7 separate regions of the Mus musculus genome follow, and regions 2, 3, 4, 5, 6 and 7 are each linked to region 1. A link is a contact called in public HiChIP or PLAC-seq and promoter capture Hi-C data. All regions are on one chromosome and are shown on one strand. Each heading gives the region's core, a stretch centred on a gene start, on an enhancer-like site or on the middle of the called end of the contact. The rest is flanking DNA. Distances are from core to core; before and after follow the strand shown.

The links. Promoter capture Hi-C pulls out the DNA fragments that hold promoters and counts their contacts. HiChIP or PLAC-seq counts read pairs in DNA pulled down with a chosen protein or histone mark. Capture Hi-C pulls out chosen DNA fragments and counts their contacts.
Region 2: a promoter capture Hi-C map of adipose tissue shows a contact between it and region 1, with 6 times the contacts expected there. The contact joins the promoter of Sarnp here to the promoter of Ctdsp2 in region 1. A contact is called at or near these places in 4 of 39 promoter capture datasets (cranial neural crest, embryonic stem cells, liver and 1 more), 1 of 115 datasets of contacts at active chromatin or transcription factors (astrocytes) and 2 of 9 other capture datasets (adipose tissue and liver).
Region 3: a contact with region 1 is called in an H3K27ac HiChIP or PLAC-seq map of microglia, with 7 times the contacts expected there. The contact joins the promoter of Rnf41 here to the promoter of Ctdsp2 in region 1. A contact is called at or near these places in 2 of 39 promoter capture datasets (embryonic stem cells and pre-B cells), 1 of 115 datasets of contacts at active chromatin or transcription factors (microglia) and 1 of 9 other capture datasets (adipose tissue).
Region 4: a promoter capture Hi-C map of liver shows a contact between it and region 1, with 7 times the contacts expected there. The contact joins the promoter of Dnajc14 here to the promoter of Ctdsp2 in region 1. A contact is called at or near these places in 3 of 39 promoter capture datasets (the C10 cell line, liver and second pharyngeal arch cranial neural crest) and 3 of 9 other capture datasets (adipose tissue, liver and pancreatic islet).
Region 5: a contact with region 1 is called in a promoter capture Hi-C map of embryonic stem cells, with 6 times the contacts expected there. The contact joins the promoter of Gdf11 here to the promoter of Ctdsp2 in region 1. A contact is called at or near these places in 2 of 39 promoter capture datasets (embryonic stem cells and liver) and 2 of 115 datasets of contacts at active chromatin or transcription factors (embryonic stem cells and stem cell-derived neural progenitor cells).
Region 6: a contact with region 1 is called in a promoter capture Hi-C map of adipose tissue, with 4 times the contacts expected there. The contact joins the promoter of Cdk2 here to the promoter of Ctdsp2 in region 1. A contact is called at or near these places in 3 of 39 promoter capture datasets (cranial neural crest, embryonic stem cells and pre-B cells) and 2 of 9 other capture datasets (adipose tissue and macrophages).
Region 7: a promoter capture Hi-C map of embryonic stem cells shows a contact between it and region 1, with 4 times the contacts expected there. The contact joins the promoter of Pym1 here to the promoter of Ctdsp2 in region 1. A contact is called at or near these places in 5 of 39 promoter capture datasets (the C10 cell line, embryonic stem cells, liver and 1 more), 2 of 484 Hi-C or Micro-C datasets (B cells and embryonic stem cells), 3 of 115 datasets of contacts at active chromatin or transcription factors (embryonic stem cells and stem cell-derived neural progenitor cells) and 3 of 9 other capture datasets (adipose tissue, liver and macrophages).

The regions. Positions count from the first base shown.
Region 1 is chr10:126,977,331-126,980,196 of GRCm38.p6, reverse strand. Ctdsp2 (CTD (carboxy-terminal domain, RNA polymerase II, polypeptide A) small phosphatase 2) reads right to left here and starts at 1,480. Exons shown (of 8, transcript NM_001113470.1): 1 at 896-1,480. The coding sequence starts at 959. It overlaps Gm40798 (a long non-coding RNA gene), which reads left to right and starts at 2,677. Exons shown (of 2, transcript XR_872169.3): 1 at 2,677-2,866.
Region 2 is chr10:128,820,372-128,823,071 of GRCm38.p6, reverse strand. It overlaps Sarnp (SAP domain containing ribonucleoprotein), which reads right to left and starts at 1,308. Exons shown (of 11, transcript NM_025364.3): 1 at 1,101-1,308. The coding sequence starts at 1,136. It overlaps Ormdl2 (ORM1-like 2 (S. cerevisiae)), which reads left to right and starts at 1,443. Exons shown (of 4, transcript NM_024180.6): 1 at 1,443-1,530; 2 at 2,558-2,700. The coding sequence starts at 2,638.
Region 3 is chr10:128,410,212-128,412,929 of GRCm38.p6, reverse strand. Rnf41 (ring finger protein 41) reads right to left here and starts at 1,314. Exons shown (of 7, transcript NM_001164237.1): 1 at 1,105-1,314. It also overlaps a transcript of Nabp2 not described here.
Region 4 is chr10:128,804,264-128,806,963 of GRCm38.p6, reverse strand. It overlaps Dnajc14 (DnaJ heat shock protein family (Hsp40) member C14), which reads right to left and starts at 1,410. Exons shown (of 7, transcript NM_001359825.1): 1 at 1,281-1,410; 2 at 1-796. The coding sequence starts at 753. Tmem198b (transmembrane protein 198b) reads left to right here and starts at 2,517. Exons shown (of 5, transcript NM_178066.3): 1 at 2,517-2,700.
Region 5 is chr10:128,890,273-128,892,972 of GRCm38.p6, reverse strand. Gdf11 (growth differentiation factor 11) reads left to right here and starts at 1,255. Exons shown (of 3, transcript NM_010272.2): 1 at 1,255-1,726. The coding sequence starts at 1,288.
Region 6 is chr10:128,703,801-128,706,500 of GRCm38.p6, reverse strand. Cdk2 (cyclin-dependent kinase 2) reads left to right here and starts at 1,450. Exons shown (of 8, transcript NM_183417.3): 1 at 1,450-1,789; 2 at 2,498-2,575; 3 at 2,674-2,700. The coding sequence starts at 1,674. Pmel (premelanosome protein) reads right to left here and starts at 243. Exons shown (of 11, transcript NM_021882.4): 1 at 143-243. The coding sequence starts at 215.
Region 7 is chr10:128,747,025-128,749,724 of GRCm38.p6, reverse strand. Pym1 (PYM homolog 1, exon junction complex associated factor) reads right to left here and starts at 1,270. Exons shown (of 3, transcript NM_001170869.2): 1 at 1,159-1,270. The coding sequence starts at 1,192.

The sequences.
Region 1 (2,866 bases), core at 231-2,730:
AGCAATCCCATTTTCCCAGCCCCAATCTCCTCCCCGCCCCCGCGGGAGGCTGAGGCCTCCGCTTCGCTCCCCAAGCACACCCCAGATAGGGCCTGCCTGCGGACGTCCCTGTTTGCTTCAATCCGACGACCTCCCCCTGCAATCGGGGTGGGGGGTCGCGAGCCTCTGCCCACAGACAAACTCGCACTTTTTCGCTGCGCGATTCAGAAACACGCTGGGTCTGATGCCATCCGGCGAATTATGTAACCAGGGACACCGCTCCCGGGCTAAACAAACGCGGCTGTGTCTGTGCAGCGGCGGCCCCGGGGGAGCGCACGGGGCAGGGAGGGGCTCCGGCCGGGCCTCGGGTCCGGCTTGTTTGCTCCGCCGAGCCGCGAAGAGAGTCCCGCGCCCGGCAGTGACCGCGGCCCTCCCCCCTCCCCCACCACCGCCCCCGCCTCGGGCCGGTGAACTTCGTCCCGAGTCCCCGCGCCGCCACCGCCGAGCTCCCGGGCATCCCGGTCCTGCGTGAAAACTCCGGTCCCGGTGGCGTTCCAGCTCGGGACCCCTCGTACCCTCCCCAGAGCCCCGGGGCAGGCGCGCAGCGGTGGTGGGTGGGGGAGGAGTGACCACTCCATCTCCGCGGCTCGGGTGGGGGCGGCGCGGGTGGCCTGGCGCGACGCGCGCCCTCCCGAGCCTCTGACTGCCCCCGGGGGGGGAGGGGTGGCCGGACGGGTGACAGCTGCGCGGATGACACCCTCCCGCCCGGCGCTGGCAGCCGGGGCCTCGCTCAGCCCCCACCGGGGTCCGAGAGCCCGACGGGTGCGCGAGGACCGACGGACCCCGGGTCCAGCCGGATCCTCCGCCCCCTCCCCGTTCGGGGGCGACACAAAGTTTTGGGAAGTTGCGCCCCTACCTTGCTTGGTGAGCACCAGGGCGTCTTCCCTCCGCGCCTGGGTGATGATGGAGCCGTGTTCCATCTAACAATCCCGCGGGCCCGGGCTGGCTGGGCGGGAGGACGCGCGGGCGGGCGCGCAGGCGGGCTGGGCTGGGGGGCCTGGGCGGGGGCCCGTCGGGCTCCGGCTCCCGAGACTCCGACTCCCGCAGCTGTTCACATCCCCCTCGCGTTTCCTCCCCGGGCCGGGAAGGGAGGCGGCCTGCACAGAGGGCGGGCGGGCCAGGCGGCGGCTTCCCCGGTGCCCCCAGCCCCGATCCCCCGGTGGCAGCTCCGGGCTCCTCAGTTTGGGTCCAACATGGAGAATCCGGAGCGAAAACAAGAGGAGGAAATGGGACACGGGGCGGTTTCCAGGCTCCCCCCTCCCCTCCGTACTCCAGATAAACAACCCGCGGCTGCAGCGCCCACCCCCGCGCTCCTCCCAGATCTTGGGCCGGCCTCTTCGCCGCCTGCCGGCGCGTTCCGCTCCAGGCCAGCGTCCTAGGCCCCGGGACCCTCCTCCGGCGAGCAGCGGGGGCCGCGGACCCTGCAGAGGTTTGCTATTTTCTTACGGAAAAAGCGAATCCCCGAGGGGGGTGGGGTGGCGGGCGGGCAGGCTGGCGGGGGAGACTTGAAACCGCTCCGGCACTCCGATTGGCCCGCTCGCAGAAAGGGGGCGTGGCCCCTCCTTACTATGCGGTGCAAGGACCCAACAACATTCCAGTCGCCACGGCCACGCCCCCGGGCCACTCCCCGCTTGCTGGGCTGCGGCCTCCTGGTCCTCTCGGCCACACCCCCTTCCCAACTACTTAAAAAGGCCACTCCAACGCTCCGCTTTCCGTGCTCGGTGCTGGGGTGTTTGTGTTTCCGACGCTTTACTCCAAGAAGGCTCAATGGTTCCGCCCTACGAAACCTGGGGAAAAATGGAGAAGCCAGATTGGGTTCGAGGCAGTTACGGTATTTCCTGCTTAGAGCCCAGTGCCTTATATAAGAATACCGCTGATATGTACCTGGGAAGGAGTGTGTAGGGGGCGGAACCGAGACTCCAGAGTGTGAGGAATGGAACTGACCTCTGGAAATGACACCTTATGTATTAAGGCCACCTTAGGTGCCAGCCCCTCCCACTCAGGCATCTACCCTATCCTCCCAGTCCAGCTCCCCCTCCCACCCCCAACTCCCATCTCATGGTTCCATCCTCAGTTTGAGGAGGATAGAGGTGCTTAGTGGACCCAGAAAGCTCTCCCTCATTTTTTAGGCCCAGGCTCAGGTTTGAACTCCCAAACTTAAGGTTTCTCAGGAAGGGTTTCTCCACTTGTCTGCTAGGAGTAGCAGCTCCAAAGAAGCAGTTTTAACTCTGTATCGGGTTGTTGTAAAAATTGTATGCTGTATATGCACCCCATTGCACCTGAAGGAGGTCTCTTCTATCCTTCCACAGTGGGCTCTGGGAATCAAACTCGGCTTTCCTGGGAAGCGCTCTTACTGGCTAAACCATCCCATTGACCCATTTCAAATGCTTTTTGGTGATGGATGAGTTACTATGATTCAAGGCCATAGTTCCTGGGGAATGGGGGGTGGGGGGCACCTGGTGGCTTTCCTACTGCAGTCCTCATAGCTAGACATTTGTGTCTCTTCATCTTGTCCAAGTAGGTCATAACCTACAAGGCACTATCATCATATGTATATATCCTATGTTCCTTACAAGTGCGAATGTTTCTACACACACACACACTGCTCTTTTTTCCCCTTTTTTCCCCCTTTTCTTTCTTCTTTTTTTTTTTTTTTTTTTTTTTTACATAACACCATTTTAATGAAAATGCTGTTTTTCTAAAATGAATGTGACTGTTAGAGAGGATCTGAATGATGCTTATGTAACCTCAAACCCTGAGTCTGGGTAGATTCTAATTCATTAAAGGAAAGGAAGCCGGGGGAGTTCTGACATATTTGCCTCCCACC
Region 2 (2,700 bases), core at 59-2,558, 1.8 Mb before region 1:
CCTGTGGTTCAAGAATGTTATCAAGAAGTGACACCAAGGCATCCTGAAAAGATGTCTCAGTTGTGAAGAGCATTTACTGCTCTTCAGGACCCAAATTATTCTACTCTCAGCACCCACATCAGGCTGCTCAAAACTGCCTGTAACTCCAGCTCCAGGGGATCCAACACCCTCTTCTAACCTCCAAGAGCATGCATCCATCATATACTCACACAGACACACGGAAATAACAAAAATAGACCCAAAAAGGGAGTTGGGGGTGACATCAAGAGAGCTGGGATCCTTCCCAAAGGTTAAAAGGACAAACAAAATCCTAAGGTTTTCAAACATACTTCATACACCTCTCATATTACAGCTATCTACCCTACACGTTCTCTCTCTAGAGGTAGGATAGTCAGGGGAGGGAGGGCAGGTCATTGAGAACCTCCTGAGAAAACTCGAAAAACTTTTAGGATTGATGTGTTTGCCATCTTACAACCTTTTGGAGAAGCCTCTACCCCAGGTTTCCACCGAGAAACCTATCTTAAGGCCTCTCCTCTCCTTGATTTTAAAAATTCGAGTGCGGGGTCTTAACCCCACCTTGTTAAAAGAGAACGGAAGCACTTTCTGGGTTATGTTTGGGACATATTCAGCAAAACATGCAAAAATGCCACTATATGTTAACTGAGGAATTCCAGCTTTGGGACAAGAGGAGTGACTACATCAATCCGTTGGGGGGCGGGGGGGACGGACAAACAAACCATAACTTTGGGTCAGCATGGGACACGGGGGAAGGACCACTGACGTAATGAAGATTAAATGAGAAAGGGGTATAAAAGATAGAAGGCGCTTCACAGCCGAGCAGGGAAGGGTGGCAGGTAATAAAAACAATGAGAAGAACAGGTAACAGCAGGTAAACACCAGGTAACGATAGCGATAAATTACTGAGGAGAAACGAAGTTCAAGGTAGGCCTAAGAAAGGAGGCACAAAACAACAACGGGAGCCAGGAAAGAAGTGTAAGCGGGCGCCTGACAGGAAAACACGTGGAATAAGGCCGCGCAGGGCCCCGCGTAGAATTTAGGCTCCAGGAAACCCCACCTCAGCCTTCCCCGCGTAACGGTACCTTCAGCTTGTGGAGCTCCACCGTCTCGGCCGCCATCTTGATGCGCCTCAGTCCACCGGACCCCCACCGCTGGCCCCCACCTCAGGCGCTTAGGCTCATCCAACCAATCGCTGTTTCTCTTGCTCCCACCTCACACCAACGGCTCTTCCCATTAGTCAGCGGCGGCGGCGCTCTCACGCCTCTTGGCCACTTTCCACGGCTCTCTAAAAAGGTGGATCCAGGGGAGGGCGGGGTTTGCATGGCCTAACGAGAGAAAAGGCGACCAATTGTACGTCTCCATTGCGTAACCAACCAATGATTGGGGACAGCGCGGATTCTGTTCCGCCAATAGGGAGAGCGCAGACAGGGCGAAAGTCGGCCACTTCCTGGAGACCACAGGTGTAAGAGCCAGCGCTGTGCCCCAAGCCGGACGGGCTCCTGAAGCTGGCAGGTATGGGCCCCGTGAAACTTTAAAAAGTTACAGAGAGAAATCGGTGGGAGTATTGGGAAGGGCGGCGAAACGACAACCTTAGATTCGAGAGATCCCGTGAAGAAAGTGACATGCGAAACTGGGACTCTGGGAGGAGCATGGGCGGACTCTGTAATTGATTTGGGGAATTGTGGGACAGGCAAGAGCGGGTTAAAACAAACAAAACAAAAAACAAAAGTAGGCATTAGAGCTTGCAGAAGTTTAAAAACTAAAACCGCTCCTAGAAGGGAAGGACTCCCATTTCTTGAGGGACTGAGCTCAGACCCCTTCCTAGACTAATTTAAAAATTGGGTAAGTTTTTGCAGCGCCCCACGTTCAGTGAAGGGATGAAATTGCTTGGCTGCTGACAATGCCAAGCGGGTGAGAGACAGGATGGACAAGCCCCAGGAAAAAAGGATGGGAACTAGAGGTAGCTTTACTCTCAGTGCCTTCTTTATTGGTCCCTTGATTAACTGAATAGCTTTCTTGTGGAACTCTGGGTATGTGTGACCTCTTTATAATTCACTAACTTCCTCAAGAAAGTAAATTAAAATACTCCCGATTCCTCCGATCCTTCAAATAGGTCTCACAGTCTAAACTTACTGCTTTATATTTAGTTGAAATGTAAAGATCTGAGTAAAAACCCCACTTGTGTGAGTATACACACTAACAACTGAAGGTACGGAAGTCAAAAGACAGCTTTCCGGAGTTGGTTATCACCTTCCACTGCATGGGTCCTGGGGATCCAACTCAGGTCTTTAGGCATGGTGACAAATACCTTTTCCACCTTAGTCATTTCGAAGACCCTCTTGCCTTTTTGTTTGTTTTGGAGAAAGGTCAAACAGTTCTCATGCCTCAACCTCCTAAATTCAGGGATTACAAGCATGAGCCACCACACCCAGCTGCTTCACCTCTTCTCAAGTTTTAACAAAGTGTTCAGTTTTTCCTTTTTTTGCATGGTAGGGAAATTCTTTCATTCCCAAGACTTCAGGGGATTTTGGCTTTTCAGGAGACAGCTGGGGAACAAGCTCAATCAGGGCTAATGAGGAGACTGAGTTGGACTCCTGCCTGATCCCTCACTGTGGTAGGATGAATGTGGGGGTGGCACACAGCGAAGTAAACCCCAACACTCGAGTGATGAACAGTCGGGGC
Region 3 (2,718 bases), core at 65-2,564, 1.4 Mb before region 1:
TAACCTATTGTCCTGCAAATCAAATGAGATAAACTCTGAGTGCACGTGTAAGACTGCTGTATTACTTGTTGCAACAGAATGGCAAAATAAACTCACAGTGAGAACCAGAGGAAATGCTTGAAAATGCTTGTTCCTTCTTTTCAATCACTGGGAAGTAGGCCCTGCCACAAGGTTTACTGAAGACACTGCATAACAAATGCACCCCTCACCCTCCCTTGGCACTATCCAATCCCACTCTTTCTTGGGGGAACACTAGTAGCCACCCATCCTGCTACAGTAGTTAAAACTACTGTATAAGAAGTAGCTGCCAAGATTCTCATAGGTCAATCTCCCAAGAACAGTGGCCTTGGTAACCATCACATTTGCTACCAGTTGAAATGAAGTTTCATGAAATGAAGTTAGTGTACCAATCCAAAACACCCTCATCCTGCTTTTTCAGGTCTTTCTCCTGCCCCTACTCCCACCCCCCCTCACTCTCTACCCCACAAATGCCCTGCCTCCTGGACTGGGGTGGGCTTTCCAGTGTATTAAACGAGTGGATGGATCGTGCGTATCAGAGAGCGGGGCTGCAAATCATTCAGGGTCAAAGATGTAAGGAATGTAAGAGTCCTCCACGGAGAGGCGGGAGGGGAGAGAAGCGGCGAAGGAATAAAAGAGAAAGACAAGGCTGCCAAAGACAAGGCATGGGAAAGAAGCCAAGCTATGGCGCTTGGAGGGCGGAGGTTTGGGTTCCGCGGTCCCTGCCAAGGCTAGCCCCCAGAACGTTCCCTTCGCCTCCAGGCCTGTCAATCATTGCCATTTAAACTCCATGTTGTCCCTCAGCCCCAGCAATCAGCTCCTCCCGGGTCCTCAGGCTGGCCCAAGGCCACTCCCGCACTTCCCGAGGCTCTCCCTACTCCAGAGGATCTTCCAAAGCTCCAGAGCCCCCAGCTAGCTCACCTCCCGACTCCTCCCAGCTGAGCTCCCTTCCTCCATTTTCCTCCTCCTCTCCACCCTTCCTCCCTACCCCCAGCACTTCGGACCCAGGCACCAATCCACAGGGACCTCGCCCCCTCTCCCCCCCAACCCCCCAGGGTTAGAAGCTCGCCCAGGCGCATTACGCACCACCCGGAACGCAGCCTGGTTTCTCCGGACGCGGGGCCTGGCTGCAGCTGAGGACACGGCGGCCGCGTAGCACACTGTGTGCCCGGTCTCAGCCTTTCCCCGTAGGGGAAGGGGAAGGTAAGGATGGGGAAGAAGGTTCCGACCACTCCTCGCTGTCTCGGGTTAGCCCTTAGCCACGCCCACTGCTGCTACGCAACGGGGCGGAAGCTCGTCACCAAGCCCCGCCTCTCTATTTAACTCGGCGGCGCCTGGATGCTCCTTGCGAGCGGCCTATGAGAGGCGGGGGCTAGCTGGGCCTCCGCTCTGGGCCGGAAGTTCTTAGGACGGACAGTGTAGCCTTTTGGGAGGGAGGGCTCTATGTGCTTCAGGTGTGAAGCTCCGGGGCGACCCTGGGTGTCCCGCCTTGCAGAGTTACTTGGTGCTGGGTGGTGCACGGCTCGGGTGCCAGACCTGGTGCAGCGCTGGGACGAGGTCGCCGCGGGGCAGCTGGTCTGCAGCGTGGCCTGCTGTCCTCCCAGCCCTTCAGTTTCCAGAGCTGTGGTCAGCATCCCGGAGCCTCCCGACCTGTGACTCACAGTCATGGGGATGGATGCTGCTGTTAACTTAGGAGGCCGCAGGATGGAGAGGGAGGGAGTGTCTCACCGCAAAGCTTTGATCTAGGGTGCTGCAGGGGTCGTCCACCTCCCAGCCACACACTCTTGTAGTATTCCTGATGGCTCTTCAAAAACTCAGACCGCCCGAAACATTAATGGATTTGATTTCCTAAGGCTGCAACACTGTGGTTAGGGGAAATGGGTGGGAGAGAACCCGAGGAGAGTCGTGGTGGAGTTTAAAGCGCTCTGTGTTAGGTAAGCGGGGAAGCAAGACAAGGAATGCAATTACATTACCTCTTAGGCTAATCTGGTGTCAAATAGTATTTGTTGTAGATACTCTCTTTTTTAAAGGGCAATTCACATTAGTACATATGTAACTAGCTTATTCGTGAGAATACAGAGCTAGCTGCTTCCTTTGAAGACAATATGACGAGTACCAGAGGAAACTTAAGCTTCTAGGTGTCTCTGAGATACAATAAAATAAGGAAACAGGAATCGGATGTGCCTTTGTGAACCAAGTCAAACTTGCTTCCCTCCCCTCCCTCTCCCCTAGTCAGGGTTTCTCTTTGTTGCCCTGGCTGTCCTGGAATTCACTATGTAGGATAGGCTGGCCTTAAACTCAAGAGATCCGCCTACCTCTTGCCTCCCCAGTGTCCACCTGGCTTGAGGCTTGCTTTTTATGTTCCGGGTTCAACGTCTTTCAAAGGAGAGTGAATCTGCGTATTATCTTTCTATGGCGAAAATGCTGCTTGTCCCAGAGCCCTGAGCCGAACCGTTCGGTACATTAAAGATGATGTGTAAGCTCCTGCCATGTCCAAGGTACTGGCTTTTAACTAACTTTCCATTTTCATGTGTAAAATGGGCAGTGGTGGCGCACGCCTTTATCCCAGTACTTGGGAGGCAGAGGCAGGTGGATTTTTAAGTTGGAGGCCAGGCTGGTCTACAGAGTGAGTTCCAGGACAGCCAGGGCTACACAGAGAAACCCTGTCTCAAACTCCTTCCCTCCGCCCCCCGCAAAAAA
Region 4 (2,700 bases), core at 161-2,660, 1.8 Mb before region 1:
TGCTTGTCCAAGCTGACATAGTTCCTCTACTCCCCACAGTCCCAGGCCTCTGCGCTTATCTGTCTGACTTCTTTTTCGGGCCAGCCGATGACGACCTGGGGCCTTGGGTTCTCTGCGTCCACTATCCCGAACATCCTCCTTGATCAGAAAACGGTGCTTCTGCCTCCGGGACAAGGGTTTCTTTCCACTGGACACACGTGAAAAATCACTGGGAAATTTAAGAGGTTCCTCATCATCATATTCTTCTTCCAACTCTTCATCTTCCCCCAAGGCTGGAGAGGTGCAATGGTGGCAAAGGCTGCTAGAAGAGCCATCTCCTTCCTCGGAGTAAGTTCCTTCGGGGACTCCAGGGCTTCCCTGGCAGTTACAAGCAGATGGAATGGAAAGAAAAGAAGGACTCCCATCCTCCTGGTACCCAGTCTCATTCTCTCTTGAGAGTTCCTGGTCCACTCCTGACTCTTCTGAACCTGTCTCGCTCTCATCAGGGTAGCCTCCTCCTCTAGGTGGTCCTGGACCCCTTGGAGGACCATGGCTTGGATCTGACCAGTGGGCTGGATTTGGAGGCTGTGTGTACTTAGGGCCGGAGTGCTCTTTGAGGCATCGTGTACCATTAGGAGCAGTCTCTGCTGAGTCCCTGAGTCCTGAGAATGAAAGTATTTCGGGGTCCACAGAGGATCCTGATGTACTGAGGGAGGTACCACCACTGCGGTGGGCTCCACACAACCTTCTTTCTCCCGGGTGCTTCTGGGCCATGACCCCGGGCTTCCTGAGGATTTTAGGTCACTGCCATCATTGCCTGTAACAAAGATATCAAGTTGGGAATGGTCAAGGATAGAACCAAGAGTTAAACAATCTCAAAATGACATATTCAATGTACCCACTCCCCAGGCAGTGTTAGCTCAAATTCGCTATCCCTAACAATAAACGTGAGTTAGGCAGACCACAAACCTGCTTGCACCAACCCGGACCTCAGAAACCCCCTTACTCCCGAAATCTTAATTTTTTTTTCTTCTTCCTCCAAGAAGCTAACAATCTTCAATCTGAGAAATGGGGGGGAGGGGGGGTGCCGCAAAGGGTGTGGTCGGGGCGGCGGGGGGGTGGGGGGGTAACTCTTAGGAAAAAAAAAAAAGACTGCCTGAAAGAGGGAGGCCGCAATCTGTCAGAAAAGGGTGGGGACCGTGCAGGGCTAGAGGAAAAGCTGAGGGCGGAGCTTCGAGGTGCCCCTGCAAAAGATTACCCGAGAACCCACCGACGGGGTACCAGGGGCGAAGGCGACGTACCGAGCAGCAGCGGTAACTCCTCCCTCCTCAAGCAGCTGCGCCTGAGGCCAGGGGGAGCTGCCAGGGGGAGCTACAGGAGCAGCTCCCCCGGCTCCGCCTCCCGCTCACGCTCCGCTTCCGCCTTCCGTCCCCGCCACGGCCGCTTACTTCCACTTCCGGGGTCACCGGGGGGGGGGAAAAGGTCGCGAAGGGAAGAGAAAAGCGCTTAGCCGAGGCTCTCACTTGCGCGGCGGGCGCGGAGTCAATCGAGGAGGCGGTGCTAGAGCATCCGGCCCCACCCCTTAAAGGGCCCTCCGCCTCCACGCAGGTCCCGCCGTAAGCGAGCTGAAGCCTGCGAACTGTACTCCTCGTCGTCGCTGCTGAAACGGAGATGAAGGGCGGCTGCCGAAGCACACACCGTCTTTGGCGTGCAGACAGACACCCAGGGCACGCAGAGGAGCCAGCGACCCTGCTCGCCCAGACCCTTCCCTGTCGGCTGTCCAGCCAAGAGGTTGCGGAGAAGTGTGTGTCCCGGACTAGCTAGCCCCCTAAAGAGACGCGACACTTCTCCTGGACCCAACTGGCGAGCTTCCACGCCGCCGATCCGCCCCCTGTGAACGCGGCGTAAGGGCCGGGCCAGGGAATGCGGCTAGGGGTACCTGGTTCCACGGAGCTCAGAACCTAGTCCAGCGTAACAGAACCCCGCACTCATCTGCGTGCTGCTTTGCATCTCATTTACATAGTAAGCTTTGGGTCGAAGCCAGCACGCTCCCCAACCCCTACGCAGACCCTGATGGAACCTCTCGTCTGCACTCCTTTAAAGCCTTACAGTTCTGCCAGTGTCCCTGCCAGGCCCGTCTTGCTCCACAAGTTTTTTTTTCCACCCATGAACACCCCCACCCAGCACTAGTTAAAAACCCTTCTCCGGCTCCCGACCACCCGGTTCCCCAGAAGACAATACTCCAATTCTCTGGGAAGTGGAAGAAACCAAGTTGGACCAGCGGGTGCTTTGGGACCCTATTTGGGCTTTGAAAACGTTAAGTTGGTAATTAATCTCCTTAGCATTCAGAGACCTTCCGTCTTAGTCTTGATGGGCGTCACAAAACTCTTCATTGCTATGGTTAGGGGGCGTCCCTCCTCCTAGATTAGAGAAGTGGGTAGCCTGGGTTCCCCCACAGACAGAGGTAAAGATTGAGGGGGCCCGCCCCGTGATGTCATCCTCCCCCCCCCCCACCCCATACACACTCCCTGTCTCCTTCCCCCACACACACCCCCGCCCCCAAGCTAATTGCATTTAGCTCCCTGGGTTTGGGCTCCGACTTGCCTGAGTTTAGGGAGCAACAGAGCACAGTAGCCCAAGGGGGTGCCTGCGGCCAACAGCCACCCGTGTGCCTAGGACCTCTGGGCTGGAATGAAGCTGGAGGTCTAGGAAAGCAATTCC
Region 5 (2,700 bases), core at 6-2,505, 1.9 Mb before region 1:
CTCAGACATGTAAGACCTTACAAACACAAAGACGTAGCTAGGAACCCAGAGAGAGGGTCCAGATTCCTCGCCAAGCACCACTTTCAAGCCCTACCTCATCCCTCATCTGGCTCTTCCCCTCATGGCTCCCACCCTTTCCAGCCCGATCACGATCACTCTCTTTGTTCTATTAAACCTCAATCTCAAGATCACAGGCCTCCTAGATAGTTTTCTTCCGGGCTCAGTACTTGTCAACTTCTCAGCTTGTCCCTGGCCTCTTCCTCTCCTGACCGCCTTCATCCCTGTGATAAATCAGCCTGATGTTCCATTTTATGGGTTCTTTAAACATCCTGGGCTACCTCTGGTAGCTGAGGCTATTCTTCACATCTCCACCTCTTCCCCTTGGGTGTCTCTTTGCGCTCCAACCAAGGCTGACTTGTGTGTGTTACTTCCTCCCCTGGTCTTTTCTCTGCACCTGCCTCCTCAGGGGTTGCTACCTCCAAGGTATCCCCTGTCTCTGCCTCTCCCTCTTGCGCAGGGTACCATCAGCTCCCTCTGACCCATCCGTTCTCTTGCCCACCTCTCCTGCTCTCTCCTGTTCGACTCCGTAGAATTCGGTTAGCCACCCCTCTTTGCGCTCTACCTTTGTCTTTGACTCTCTCCACTCTTAACTGTCCCACTAGTTTTTCTGGTCGTCTTCAGTCTTCGCTCTTGCTCTCTAGCTAAGTCTCTCCCTTCTGTGACTTCTTTTCTCTCTTTTGTCTCTCCCTCTTCCCTTCCTATCTGGGTATCTTTGGATCTGCCTCTTCCCCCACCCCCAACCCCTACCCACCGCTCCGTCTGTCCCCGATCTCTCTGACTCGGTCCCTCACGGCCTCTCCCCCCCTCCCCCTCATCTTTCGGTCTCTTCATCTTTCTCTGGACCCGTGCTCGCTCGTGTTCTCTCTCTCTCTCTCTCTCTCTCTCTCTCTCTCTCTCTCTCTCTTTTCCTCGGTTCTCTCCGGCTCCCTCTCTCGCCTCGGATGACAGCGCTACCTCTTTTGTTGGCTCCGCAGCCAATCGCGGCCGCTGACGACACGGGGGCCGGGGCTATAAAGGGCCCGGCCCGGGCTTGGGCCCCCCCAGCTGCCCGCCCCGGCCGCCCGCCCGCCCCGCCCGTGCGCCCGCCGCCCCCGGCCCCCGGCCCCCCCTCGGCCGGGCAGCCCCCAATCCCGCGCCGCCCGGACCCCCTCCTCCTCCCTCTTCCCTCCGCCCCCTCCCCGCGGGACTCCGGCGTCCCCGCCCCCCAGTCCTCCCCTCCCCTGCAGCATGGTGCTCGCGGCCCCGCTGCTGCTGGGCTTCCTGCTCCTCGCCCTGGAGCTGCGGCCCCGGGGGGAGGCGGCCGAGGGCCCCGCGGCGGCGGCGGCGGCAGCGGCGGCGGCGGCCGGGGTCGGGGGGGAGCGCTCGAGCCGGCCGGCCCCGTCCGCTCCGCCGGAGCCGGACGGCTGCCCCGTGTGCGTGTGGCGGCAGCACAGCCGCGAGCTGCGCCTAGAGAGCATCAAGTCGCAGATCCTGAGCAAACTGCGGCTCAAGGAGGCGCCCAACATCAGCCGGGAGGTAGTGAAGCAGCTGCTGCCCAAGGCGCCGCCGCTGCAGCAGATCCTGGATCTGCACGACTTCCAAGGCGACGCGCTGCAGCCTGAGGACTTCTTGGAAGAGGACGAGTACCACGCTACCACCGAGACGGTCATAAGCATGGCCCAGGAGAGTAAGTGGGCTGCGGGGTGCGCGCGGTGCGGTGCAGTCCGGGAAGGACCCGGAAGCCCTTTCTGCGAAAACTTGACGGATTGGGGAGCCGGGCCACTCCACACAACTTTTTGAGCGGAGAAGATGGGCAGCGGAGTTGAGTGCACGCCCCGTTCTAGGGTGGGGGGGTGGAGGATGGCGCGTTGGGGGAGGGGGGCCAAACCAGGCAGGTTGTGAGCTATTGCTTTCCATCCCTTGTGAGAAAAAGATTCAAGTTGAAGTAGTCCTAGAAACTGGCACCCTACAGTGACTTTTCTGGAGCGTTAGGTGGGGAGCTTCCGTGACCCGTGCAGTCTCAGCTGGGCCGCAGTGCCATCTTCCCACTGCTCTGGCACCAGCATCAACTCCTTGCCCGGTGCTCCGGAAGGCGCCCACCGGCTTTCGGAAAAACTAAGTGTTCCTCTAAGGCCATGGCATAGGACCCAAACCCGGTGTACGTCTCAGCAACTCAGCTGACACCTCTCCTTTCTGCACCTGATCTCGCACTGGGTATCCCCTAGGACCTAGAAGAGCTGTTCCTTCCTGGTACCGAAAGAGCTCAAATAACTCAACTCCACTGCGCTTGCCACTTAACGAGTATCATTTGGTTACTCTCATCTTAGCGTGCTCACTCCCTGTCCTACCCACAGCTGGAGCCAAAGAAGACCCAGGGAGAAAGAACTAGATGAGGGGGATGGGAGAACCCAGGCATCCGAGCCCCTGGCCAAACGGAGGATGAACACTCTGATAGACAGGAGCGGCTTTGAAATTTTATGGCCTGGAAAATCCAGGCCAATACTACCGCCCCCACTGCCTTCTCTCCCTAGGGTCAGGTGACTCCCTTTCCCCTCCCCCACTGACTGTAGTCCCCCCCCCCCCCAACTCCAGGGAACCAGGCTTTCTCTATTCCCTAGTGGTTTGGCAAGCCCCCCCTCCTTTGGTTTTATGGCTCTGAAC
Region 6 (2,700 bases), core at 201-2,700, 1.7 Mb before region 1:
AAAACCAAACAAAACCATATCTTCACTAAAATCAAATAGGACAAGCCTAAAGTATTTTGACTTGTCTGATTAGAAGGGGGAAACCCAGAGCTGGTGTTCAATTGCTAATAGCACTTGCTCCTGACCACCCACCCACACTCACCTTCTAGGGCCCCCACAGCCAGCAGAGCACTCAGCACAAGCACGGGAAGGAAGCTCCTTCTCTGGACACCCATAGTGGTCCTCTTGCCAGCAGCCAAAGGTACCAGGGGGTGGGAGCGAGCCCCTATATAGAAAGGGATGGTCATTTGCATAGGCCTTCCTCCTCTCCCTCCAGAGGAGGGGAAACCTGGGAAGAAGGAAAGGGCCAGAACTGATTTCATCCCACACAGCTCAATGACAGTTTCTGGTTTCGCTGGGTCACATTCACTGACACACTTATTCTGGAAAGAGTTCACTGATGGGCAGCCTCAATTCACATACTTAACAGTCACAATTCAGCAAGACAGAGTGAAGAGAATTGTGTCAAACCAAGAGATCCTTAAGACAGAAACAGCACCTTTATCCAAAAGCATCCAGAAGGGGCTGGGAGGGTAGATTGCCAGCAATAAAACAACACAGGCAGCCAATGAACCCCGAAACAGTGAGACAGTATTAAGCTAGGCTGAGAAACGACTCTATTATCTAGCCAAAGAATCCTTTACAATAAGAGTCCCGATTTTCCAGCCTGGACTAGAGTTCCAGGACAGCCAAGATTACACAGAGAAACCTTGTCTCAGAAAAATAAAAAGAAAGCGGAGGGAGGCGAGAAGGAGGGAGTGTGTGTGGGAGAGAGAGAGAGAGAGAGACCGGATTTTGTGCCCCACATGGAGACCGAGACAAACGGATCTCTGTGAGTTCGAAGACAACCTGGACTTTTGAACGCATTCCAGCCAACAAGGGCTGCATTATGAGATGTTTCCAAAAAGCAGGCGAGAGTGCTGGAGAAACAGCACCGCTGTTAAGAGCGCAAGCCGCTCTTGCAGAAGACCAGAGTTCAGCTCCAGCACCCAAGTTAGGCTCACGACCGCCTAGAACCTCAGCTCCAGGGCACCTGCTGCTTCTGTGAAAACTTAAATGCAGACACACAGACCCACACACCATTTAAAATAAAATACATTATTCTTTTTCTTTTAAAGATTCCCAGGTTTTGCTTTTTAAAAGAGACTCTCTTGTCCAGGTGGAATTTTAATCTCACCCAAGGGGTGGTGAAAATTGTGAGGGAAAGGTAAGGAAATCCGTAGACCAGAAACACCACCAGTTCCGGCCTGCGGAGCCTAAACCAGGAACTGCGGGAAAGTTGTGCAGCTGCCCCGCGGCTCGCCCGCCCAGGGCGGGGCCTCTGAGGCGGGAGCGCGATGGTCCGGTCCGCCCTCGTGACGTGAACCAATCGGAAGGGCGGGGGGCGGGGCCAGGGAAACGCGGGAAGGAGGGGCGGGGTCTCGGATGGCCGTCTGGAGCAGTGGGGGAGGCGGCAACATTGTTTCAAGTTGGACAAATTGTCAAGGGCTGAGCTCTCCTTGCGTTCCATCCCGAGCTGGGACTGCCGTGCTCACCCGGGGTCCCCCAGGTCCTCCGCTCCGAGTGTCGGGCCCGCTTTCGTCAGGGTTCCCGGGCCCCGCTCCCGGGGGCCTGAGCCGCCTCACTAGCGCTCCATGGAGAACTTCCAAAAGGTGGAGAAGATTGGAGAGGGCACGTACGGAGTGGTGTACAAAGCCAAAAACAAGTTGACGGGAGAAGTTGTGGCGCTTAAGAAGATCCGGCTCGACACGTGAGTGGCCTCCGGAGCCGGAACTCCTTTGCCCGGACCTCTTGGCTGTCCCCCTCCCAACCCCCTACCCCAACAGGCGGGTAGCGTCCCCGGACCGGAAGGTAGCGGGGAGGGAGGGAGGGACGCGTGAAGCGAGCGGTGGGTTGGCCGACCGTGGAGGCTCTACCGGAGGAGACTGTCCGGGGCTGGAATCCAGGGGAAAGTTTCTTGCAGTGCTCCAGCCGGTGTGCTCCCAAATCTGCTAGCCGAGAGACTTGGGAAGAGAAAGTTGTGGGGTGGGAGCCCGGGATAGGAGGGGTCCAGGGCTGTTCGTGGAGTTGGGTTATGTGGTAACCAGAGAAAAGTTCCTTTCTGAATGGAGAGCTCTCCTCACTGCTCCAGCACCATACTTAGAACCCTCACTCTCTTTCAAAAGAATGGCAGTTGAGATTCACTGGCCCTCAGGGGAGGCCGGGAGCTACTCTCACCCCACTCCCCTATTACCTTTCTTCTGCTTTTCATTCACCTGGAGGCTCTTCTTACCTTTCACTGGAAAAAGAGGAAATAATGGCCTTAAATATGTCTAAAAGCCACACCCTAACTACCCAGAAATTAACTCCTCACAGCACCTCTCCTGTCTGCCTTCCTAAGGGGGCTGGGGGTTGTGTATCCCTGAGAGAATGATGTTTGTAACCGTATTCTTGTCTCTGTTTTCCCAACCTCTCCAAGTGAGACTGAAGGTGTACCCAGTACTGCCATCCGAGAGATCTCTCTCCTTAAGGAACTTAATCACCCTAATATCGTCAAGTAAGTCTGCTCTGAGAGATGATCACTATGACGAATTCTGCTTGCTTAGCCTCAGAATTTCTCTCCTTCAACTCCATTTCCTGGACCTTCTCTTGCAGGCTGCTGGATGTCATCCACACAGAAAA
Region 7 (2,700 bases), core at 21-2,520, 1.8 Mb before region 1:
GGGAAGCAGAGGTAAGTGGATCTCTATGAGTTCAAGGCCAGCCTGGTCTACACAGTGAGCTCTAGGCCAGCCAGGGCCACATAGTGAGATCACATCTGGGGATTGGAGTGTTAAAGATGAAAGTTGCTTTTTAAAGGTTGGGCACAGTGGCTCATGCTTTTAATTTTAATAAGGAACATTTAAAGCAAACCAAGAAGCATAAATGGCACATTTTAAAACACACCGTGCATTACCGCACAATCACAGGATCACTTCTACAAAACCCTAGTCACATATGAAGACCAAGATGAAGGCTACAAAAACAGTCACCGGGTACTTGCACTACGTCTTCCAAATATCTATTTGATCATCTCGAAGTCAATATTGCACATTATCCTAAAGACAAGGCAACTACAAACAAGACAAAAACATAAAACCGATTCTCAGCTTCACACACAAACAGCTGACTTCCAACATTTCAGACAGCTCGACTGAAGTGCTACTCAACCTTTAAGAAATCATGGGGTTCTATCAATTATCAAAGACGTTGAGAGAAAGGCCAGTAGATACTTTCCTGTTTGTTTTCTCCCACTTTAAATGGAAAACTCCACCAAGGAGAAAAGTCAAGTTGAAAGTTAAATTCCTCTTCCCTTCACACGTCTGGATTTCAGTGACACCCACCCCCACCCCCACCCAATGAAGATGGGGCAAAGAGTGAAGAAGAAAGCACTATGTAGCAATGAGATCATCAGCAGACACAGCCCGGAGAGAAAGAATGAAAACAGGGAAGGGTAGAGAGCAGGTACAACAGTAAGAAATGGGGGAGGGAGAAAGGGGGTTGGAATTGGAGGGAACTGAGCACAGGAGCCCATAATGCTGGAGAACCTTGCAAAGGTACGGGACTCCAACAGCTAGAAAGAGCTGAAGCGCCTAAGGGTCCCGGAGCAGGGGACATTGGAGGACCCCAGGGTTTGGGAGACCGGAAGCAGAGACCCCCCCCAAAAAACACGAGACCAGAAGGGGGCGCAGGTAACAACCCAAAAGGAATGAATGGGGAAGGCGGTACGGGGGCGTGGCAAAGGAGGAGCCCCGGGATGGGCGTGGCACAAACCCTTTTCCAAGTCCGAACCCCTAACCCAAGAATCCCGGGAGAGGCGGCTCCGCGATCCCCGCACTCACCGCCGGTCTCGTCAGTTACATAGGGAGTCGCCATCTTGAGAACCCGAACCACTTCCGGCGTGAGCGGGCTGGGGTCCCGCCCCCCTCCCCGCCGGAAGTGGAGTCCTCATCCTAGCAAGCCACCATTTTAATCTTAAAGAGAGACTGCACCATTTCTCTGACGCGGGAGGCGGAAAAGGCGAGTGTAAGACGCTCACAGTCATGGGCTCTTAGACTACCACCGACGCCACTGTTGACCTCCTGATGTATATAAAACAATCCCTAGGGCTCGGAGAGAAGTTTGGGCATAAGCCTTATCCCAGACAGTCCTCGCAGGCTCAAGGCCCACCGGGACCCAGCAGGAAAGCTGGTAAAAGAGGAAAGGAATATGCAAGGCCCCTCGCCTGCACCAAACCCTAGGGCGCGTGTTGGCATGGGCAAAGAAGCCCCAGGGATACACGAAAACCCGGGCTAACACTTAAAAGTGGGCAGGTCTACTCGGCACGCCGACCACTCTCGGCCGCCCAGGTTAACTGATCAGAGACCTACGAAGGGGTGCGCAAAGATCGGCGCACTGCGAGTCGGTCACCTGTCCCCGTGGCCTCGGGGGTGCTGGCGGTTTCCATGACTGAACTGGGGCGGGCAGCCCTGGGGATTCAGCGGCCGGCGAGGTAACTTCTTGGCCTGCTGCTCAGTACTGGATCCTCTCGGGTCAGAGGGCACGGGGTGAAGGCTTTTGGGGCGGACCCAGTCAGTATTCTAATTAGCCGCGCCCCACACTTCGGATTAGCTTTGGCTACCGCGAGCAGTTCCACCCTTAAATCTACCGGGACAGTGAGGCCACTCCCTTTGTTAGGTTGTGCCTTGTTCTTGGAAGGAGCGCCAAAGCCCGGTCCGGTCCCTCCCCTCCTCCATCAGCAATTTAGTTCCTCTGGGGCTAAATCCTGTTAAACTTGTTTCCTCTTCTGTCAGGAAGGTGCTGGCTCAAGCTCCTCTCCTCAGGTGTCTGCCCTCCTCCTACAAAGCTTTTTCCTTAACTCTTTCACCCTCTTCTATTGCCCAACTTTGGCTTACACTAACGTCCAACAGTGCCTCTCAAATTGAGAAGTGGGGAAATATTAGTACTTCAGTAGTAGACAATATGTTCTACTTTAAAACAAAACAACCGAGCAGTGGTGGCGCACGCCTTTAATCCCAGTGGAGGCAGAGGGAGGAGGATTTCTGAGTTCGAGGCCAGTCTGGTCTACAGAGTGAGTTCCAGGACAGCCAGGACTACACAGAGAAACCCTGTCTCGAAAAACCAAAAAAAAAAAAAAAAAAAAAAACCAAAAGGAAAAAAAAAAAAAAAAAAAAGAAACAAAACAGGCTAATAAGAACCTCAACTAAGTTTTCAAAAGCTCACACATTGTCCTCCTTGCAATTCTCCCAGCTTTAACCTCTCTCCTTTCAATTCAAGTCTCAAAATGACTTTAATGCTATTTGCATGCACTACATGTTTTTACACGTGTATACTTCTTTCTTTTCTTTTCTTTTTTTTTTTTTTTTCGAAACAGGGTTTCTCTG